2 separate regions of the Mus musculus genome follow, and region 1 is linked to region 2. Evidence: chromatin contacts called from public Hi-C data. All regions are on one chromosome and are shown on one strand. Each heading gives the region's core, a stretch centred on a gene start, on an enhancer-like site or on the middle of the called end of the contact. The rest is flanking DNA. Distances are from core to core; before and after follow the strand shown.

The links. A called contact is a pair of places that touch in the nucleus more often than the background predicts.
Region 1: a Hi-C map of rod photoreceptor shows a contact between it and region 2, with 2.1 times the contacts expected there. The contact joins two enhancer-like sites. A contact is called at or near these places in 1 of 15 datasets of contacts at CTCF or cohesin (embryonic stem cells), 10 of 484 Hi-C or Micro-C datasets (embryonic stem cells, granulocyte-monocyte progenitors, muscle stem cells and 1 more) and 1 of 115 datasets of contacts at active chromatin or transcription factors (heart atrium).

Annotation. Positions count from the first base shown.
Region 1 is chr4:151,885,209-151,888,161 of GRCm38.p6, forward strand. No RefSeq gene overlaps it. Among named protein-coding and RNA genes, the nearest start is that of Camta1, 25 kb to the left of the region's middle. Within about 2 kb of position 1,478, at least 3 of the 459 cell types and tissues checked have an H3K27ac peak or open chromatin away from gene starts, as enhancers often do. A contact at or near this core is called in rod photoreceptor, where this site is marked.
Region 2 is chr4:151,617,363-151,620,622 of GRCm38.p6, forward strand. The region is part of intron 3 of Camta1 (calmodulin binding transcription activator 1); the gene reads right to left. Among named protein-coding and RNA genes, the nearest start is that of Gm52712, 23 kb to the right of the region's middle. Within about 2 kb of position 1,734, at least 25 of the 459 cell types and tissues checked have an H3K27ac peak or open chromatin away from gene starts, as enhancers often do. A contact at or near this core is called in rod photoreceptor, where this site is marked.

The sequences.
Region 1 (2,953 bases), core at 228-2,727, 270 kb after region 2:
GCAAAGAGGAAAGTGCATATTTGGCTCATTAACTTTTGGTAAAGGAGAAGTCACGTGTATAAACAACATCTGGGCTGACCTGAGGTCACAACCACCCGTGGGTGCTCATGGCCTCAAGGAGAAATGATTCCCAGACTCTCAGTGTTCATCTGCATTCACTGAGCTGCCTCTGGTCCTTCACCACCTCCCCAAATCCTCTCAGGAGGCTTCAGGTCCTCCTTCGGGGGGAGCACCGAGGGGACCCGTGTGAAGGTGATGCTCCGCTCAAAGCTGGGAAGATGGCTCACAAGACGGGGACCCGAGTCTGATCCTCAAAACCCACATCTTTGAAAGGGCCAGACAGAGGACTGAAGAGACAGCTCTGCAGTTAAGAGCACTGGCTGCTCTTCCCGAAGACCTGGGTTTGGTTCCCAGCACCCACATGATGGCTCATAAGCTCCTGAAACGCCAGTTCCAGGGGATCTGACACCCTCATCTGACCTCTGTGTCTCAGGCACACACGGGGTGCACATACATATGTGCAGACAAACCCTGTGTACACATAAAATAGAAATGAAGTCAGAAAGCCAGGGAAGTGCTTGTAAACCAGCACTGAGAGGCTAGAGGTCGGTCCCGGAGCTCACTGGCCTGCAAGCCTCACCGAACGAAGACACAGGCGGCTAAGAGACTGCAGTGTCCCTAAAAAGGTGGATGACGCTGGAGTAATGACCCCCAAGATGGTCCCCTGGCCTCCACATGGGAGGACCTGGGGGGTGAAGTGGAATCTTAAGGGTTCTTTGGAAAGTCGGTTGGATGGCGTTTTGCTGGGGCAAAGACATAAAGGGATTTTTCGCTGAAGCAGACGCAGGAGAGAGGACGTTCTGCTAAAGCAAGCACGTGAAAGGACGCGTGATGAAGGATTCTTCGCTAACAATGCGCACGTATTGGTCCGCCTTTCATAGTGTGGTTGAGCTGCATTTGTCGGGACTCCATAGAGAGAAACGCACCAACACACCAAAACACTTGTGGTGGTGTGCTGCAGTTCCTGCCCCTTCCTCGAACTTGGGCCGACTGGCAGAGTGATGTCAGCTGAGACAGTAGGGCTCACAGTGTACGATTGGAGTTCTGAGAGCCAGGGTTCGTCTGACTCCCTTTTTATTATTTTTATTACATTTTACTTATGGGGGTGAGTATGATGTGAAGGCTGGAGAACGGAGTCCATTTCCTCCTTCCCCTGTGTGGGTCCTAGGATTAGAACACGAGCCATCTTGCCCCCAGGGTTGTTTCTTACTGTTTTCCAACAGTTTACTGAATTGCATTTCGCCCATTCTGCCAAAATCTAGGTATGAGACAGTGGCCAAATCCAGTCCTGTTGGTCTCCTTTGTAGGTAGCAGGCAACGGCGTGGGCCAAGGATTTGCCACCCCCTTAGTCTGGGAAACCAGGATGCATCTTCCCCGGCTTAGTGTTGGCATAAGTCTGTGACCTCAAATCACTGCACTGGTCGTAGAGTTACCCAAGCTTTCCCCGGTGCTCTGTTCCAATCGGATTATTACAGCTCATTTCTCTCCAGAATGGCACAAACCCCTCCCTAGGCTCCCAGCCACAAAGGGGAAATTAACAGTAACATAAAAAGTTAAGAAGGTGAGAGAATATTATCACTCCTGTCAACAATAAAATCTCCTGCTGATCTTCAGTGGGGAAGACAGGTGCATCTATTATTTATAGAATACAGATTGTTAAATATTAAATGCTTGAGCCTGGGACAGTGTAAGGGTAAAACCAAGAATGTGTGTGAGCTTCGTCAGAATCATAAAGACGTACCTCCTTGCAAGGGTGAAGTGCACCTACATTTACTGCCAGTTTTACTGCACTGTAAATTAGGGGGGGGGCTATGGAGTGTCAGTTTCAAGATCTAAGTGATAGACACTACCATCCAGATGGCATCTGTCTGCACCCCGCTCCCTGAGTAGCTCCAGCACCCTCGCCTGGAACCTTAACCATTTCTGCAGGGGCGGGCGATGGAAGGACGGAAGGGTGCCTTCCCACGCTTTATTTACGCTTGGGGGAATGGCAGCCAGGAAGGAGCTTCATAGGCCGATAATGTTTCTCACAGTTGCTTACCCTGTCCAAATGCTTGTGCTGACAGAGGGAGGTGAAAATACTCCTTAACATCACAGGAGCTGCGGGTTTGGAGCTGTGTTCCTAACTGAGGCAGGAGGATCATCTGAGTCCAAGAATCTAAGAACAGCATGCATAAATAAAGTAACACTCTGGAACATCGAGGGAAGGGACCAGAGGGACGGCTGAGCAGTCAAGAGAGTGGCCGCCCTTCCAAGGACCCAAGTTCCATTCCAAGCATACCCGTGGCAGCTCACAACATCTGTAACTCCAGTTCCAAAGGATCTGATGTCCTCTGCTAGCCTCGTTGGTCACCACGCACACAAATGCACACAGACACACATGCAGGCAAAACACCCATACACCAAAAATAAAATAATTCCTAAAAATGTTTTTTTAAAAGAAAAGGAATAAGGGGGAAGCAGGCAGGGGTAGGCAGCTCAGTTGCCCAGGGGTTTTCCACACGTGAGAAAACCTTGACTTCGATCCCCAAGAGCCCAGATCAAAATGCCAGACACTGTGGTGAATATCCATGATCCAGTCCTGGAGAGTCAGAGACAGGTAGATCCCTGGGGCTGCTGGCCAGCCACTCAAGCCCAGTCAGTGAGCTTGGTGAGCTACACACTCAGCAACAGACCCTGTCTCAAAACAATAGGGCAAGACTCTGTCATTAACCTCTGGCTTCAATGTATAACCTCACATGCACCTGTATACACACACACACACACACACACACACTCTCACACATACTCATGCACATACTTACACACTCACACACACACTCTCATACACATACATATATACACACACATGTACACACACTCTTGCACACACTCACACGAATATAAACACAT
Region 2 (3,260 bases), core at 484-2,983:
AGCCTCCCACACTGTCTTAGTCAGGGTTTCTATTTCTGCACAAAACATTATGTCCAAGAAGCAAGTTGGGGAGGAAAGGTTTATTCAGCTTACACTTCCATACTGCTGTTCATCACCAAGGAAGTCAGGACTGGAACTCAAGCAGGTCAGGAAGCAGGAGCTGATGCAGAGGCCATGGAGGGATGTTACTTACTGGCTTGCTTCCCTGGGCTTGCTCCACTTGCTTTCTTATAGAACCCAAAACTACCAGCCCAGGGATGGCACCACCCACAAGGGGACCTCCCACCCTTGATCACTAATTGAGAAAATGCCTTGCAGCTGGATCTCATAGAGGCATTTCCTCAAGGGAGGCTCCTTTCTCTGTGATAACTCCAGTTTGTGTGAGGTTGACACACAAAATCAGCCAGCACACACATACACACACCTTTCTACTATACCTAGATGGGGCTTCTGATGCCTCTATCGGCACCTGGCGCCATTCCTATGATCTCTGGGTTTCTGCCCCAAGGCATGGCATCCCTTTCTTCTCCTTTCTTTCTCCCCACCCCCCATAACACACACACACACACACACACACACACACACACACACACTTTCCATTTGCTTCTCCTATAAGGATGCTTTCCTGGTCCTCCACAAACCAACCTTCATATCCTCCTTCCCAGCTGAACTCAAGATTCTTCTTCCTCAGGGGCCCGCCCTAGACGAGCACCCACTCCTCTTCGCACCCCACACTGCTTGTGAGTCTTTTTATCTGCTTCACAGAGCTTTTTATGAACAAAATTACTGTGTACATTTATTTGTGGGGTGGTAAAGAGTGAACTGGGTCTCCCTACATTTGTGTGTTGAAGCTTTCACACCTAATGTGATAGTGTTGCAGATGGGGGGGTGTCTTTGGGAGGTCATGATGGTTAGATAAGATCAGGGAGGGAGCCCTCATGATGAGATTTGTAACTTTACTGGAAGACAGAGAGGGAGAGAGGGAGAGAGGGAGGGGAACCCCTCTGCCCTGCTTAGCTATAATTATCAACTTTGCACAGCCTAGAGTTGCCTGAGAGAATCCTCAACTGCCTAAATCAGACTGGCCTGTGGGCATGACTGTGGAGAATAGTCTTGATTATTAATTGATGGGGGAGGGCCCTTCCCACTGCAGACAGCACTGTCCCGGGCAGGTGGCTCTGGGCTATGCAAGAAAGCTGGCTAAGCAAGATCTGTGAGTGAGCCAGCACTGCATTCATCCTCCGTGGTTTCTGCTTGACTTCCTGCCCTGCCCTGGGCCGCGACCTGGAAGTGTAAGCTGAGATCAACCCTTTCCTCCCCAGGTTGCTTTTGGGCAGAGAGCCTTAAGGCAGCAGCAGAGAGGGAGCAAGAACACCTCCCCCACGTGATGACTCAAAGTAAAAGCAGCTATCAGCCATGACGAAGGACTTCACCAAGAAGAACACAATCAGCCAGAACCTTGGTCCTGACCTTCCCGGGCCCAGCGCTGTGAGAAATCAATGTCTATTGTTCACACGCACACACTCCAGTCTGCGATGCTTTGTTGGAGTGGCTGGCGGGGACCAGTTCACTGGCTCACCTTCTGACTTGTCCCCTCCCCGCCACACTAGAACATACACTGCAGGATACAGAAAATGCCATTGTTTTTTCCAGAGGCAGGAAGATGCTCGACAGAGCACAGGTGCTAAAAACACGGCTACAAACTTGTTCCCACCCCACAGCTACGACTCAGCTGCGCATGCGCAAAAGCACAGCTGTCTCATCGTCTACGTCCAAAAGCAAGCAGTAGAGCGGGGAGCGCATCCAGATACCAAACAGCTTCAAAACCTAAATGTGGAGGGAAGAGCAACAATATCTCTTAAGAAATCTTTTTTTTAAGAGTTAGAAGTTTCCATCTGTGAGACAATCTCTCTGCCTGCCTCCCATCTGCAAAACAGCCAAGCTGAAGTTTTCTGGGGTGCACCCAGCAGAACATCCCCTCCACAGATGCACCCCAAAATAAAGGATGGGGATGGGGGTGGGGTGAAGTCTACTACCAAACAAGGTGCACCACACTCAGTACCCCCAAACTGTGTGGGTGGATGCGGCAGAGCCCTTAGCCTCTGTCCCTCTTCCCAGCAGCAAAGCTAAGCCAGTTTGATGTGTCGTGCACTCACTCCCCTTGAAGACAAGTTAGAGGCCCAGCCCCCTAATAAGTGTGGCTTTAGTTGGCAGGAGCAACTCTGCGGATGTAATCGTGTTAAGATGAGCTCACAGGCTCAAATCTAGCATGACTGTGACCTAGGCCACTTGAGTCAGAGATACCCCGGGTGTCAGACACCTATGGATGAAAGCAGAGGCTAGAGGGACACAGTTGTAAGCCAAGAATGGGTAGCTCAGGTCACCCGTGAAGATAATCTAGTGACCACGTGTTCGATGTTCTGCAGAACGGGAATAGGGCTCACTCTTAAGCCTGGCCAGAACAAAGGTGTGACCAATGCTTGTCTGACCGAGCCAAACTCTCTGGGCAAAGACAGAAGGGGAAGGCTGAGGGGGTTCCCAGACTGTCACATCAACTTTCGAGCCAAATGAACCCGGCGCCTGGACGGTCTGTACGCTCAGATGGCGAGTCTATCAGATCTTACAGCTGAGACCTTGAAAGGCTCAGAAATAAATCAAGAGGGAATCAGAGGGGAGAGGGAAGCAGAAGAGTTCGAGCGGCGAGTGGTGCCATCTAGGCCTTTCTGGCAAGCTGGACGCAGGCAGTTCCAGCATAAAGGGACCTTTGTGGCTTGGCTCTCAGGCCAGTGTTCTGTCTGCTCCTGAGGAGTTGGAACCTGACTCCCCAATGATTTCCATGCAGTACAAGAGACCATGAAACTTTCTAGGGCTCATGACTGCACTGGTAAAATGTAAAGTCAGGGGCGAGGGGACAGGACAGTAGTGATCTGTCCTAAGACACCTGAGCCTAACCCCAGGTCTATGTAGGAAAGGGACTGCCCTGTGACCCCCTTCTGTGTGAGGCAGGAGACTCCTGTAATGAATCTACTACACTCCCCCACTTTTATCTATTGACTTCCTGAAGCCTCAGGGTGGCCAACTATGACTGCATTGGAGGGGGTGAGATGCCAAAGAGATAAAAAAAGGATTCCCCCCCCCCACAAGATGAGCATGACCCAACAGGACTGCTGCCTTGTAAGAGACTGAGACCAGAGGGACACCAAGATAAGTACATGGAACACAGGCCTTATGAAAAACCGGTGTGAAGACGCCATGAGCAA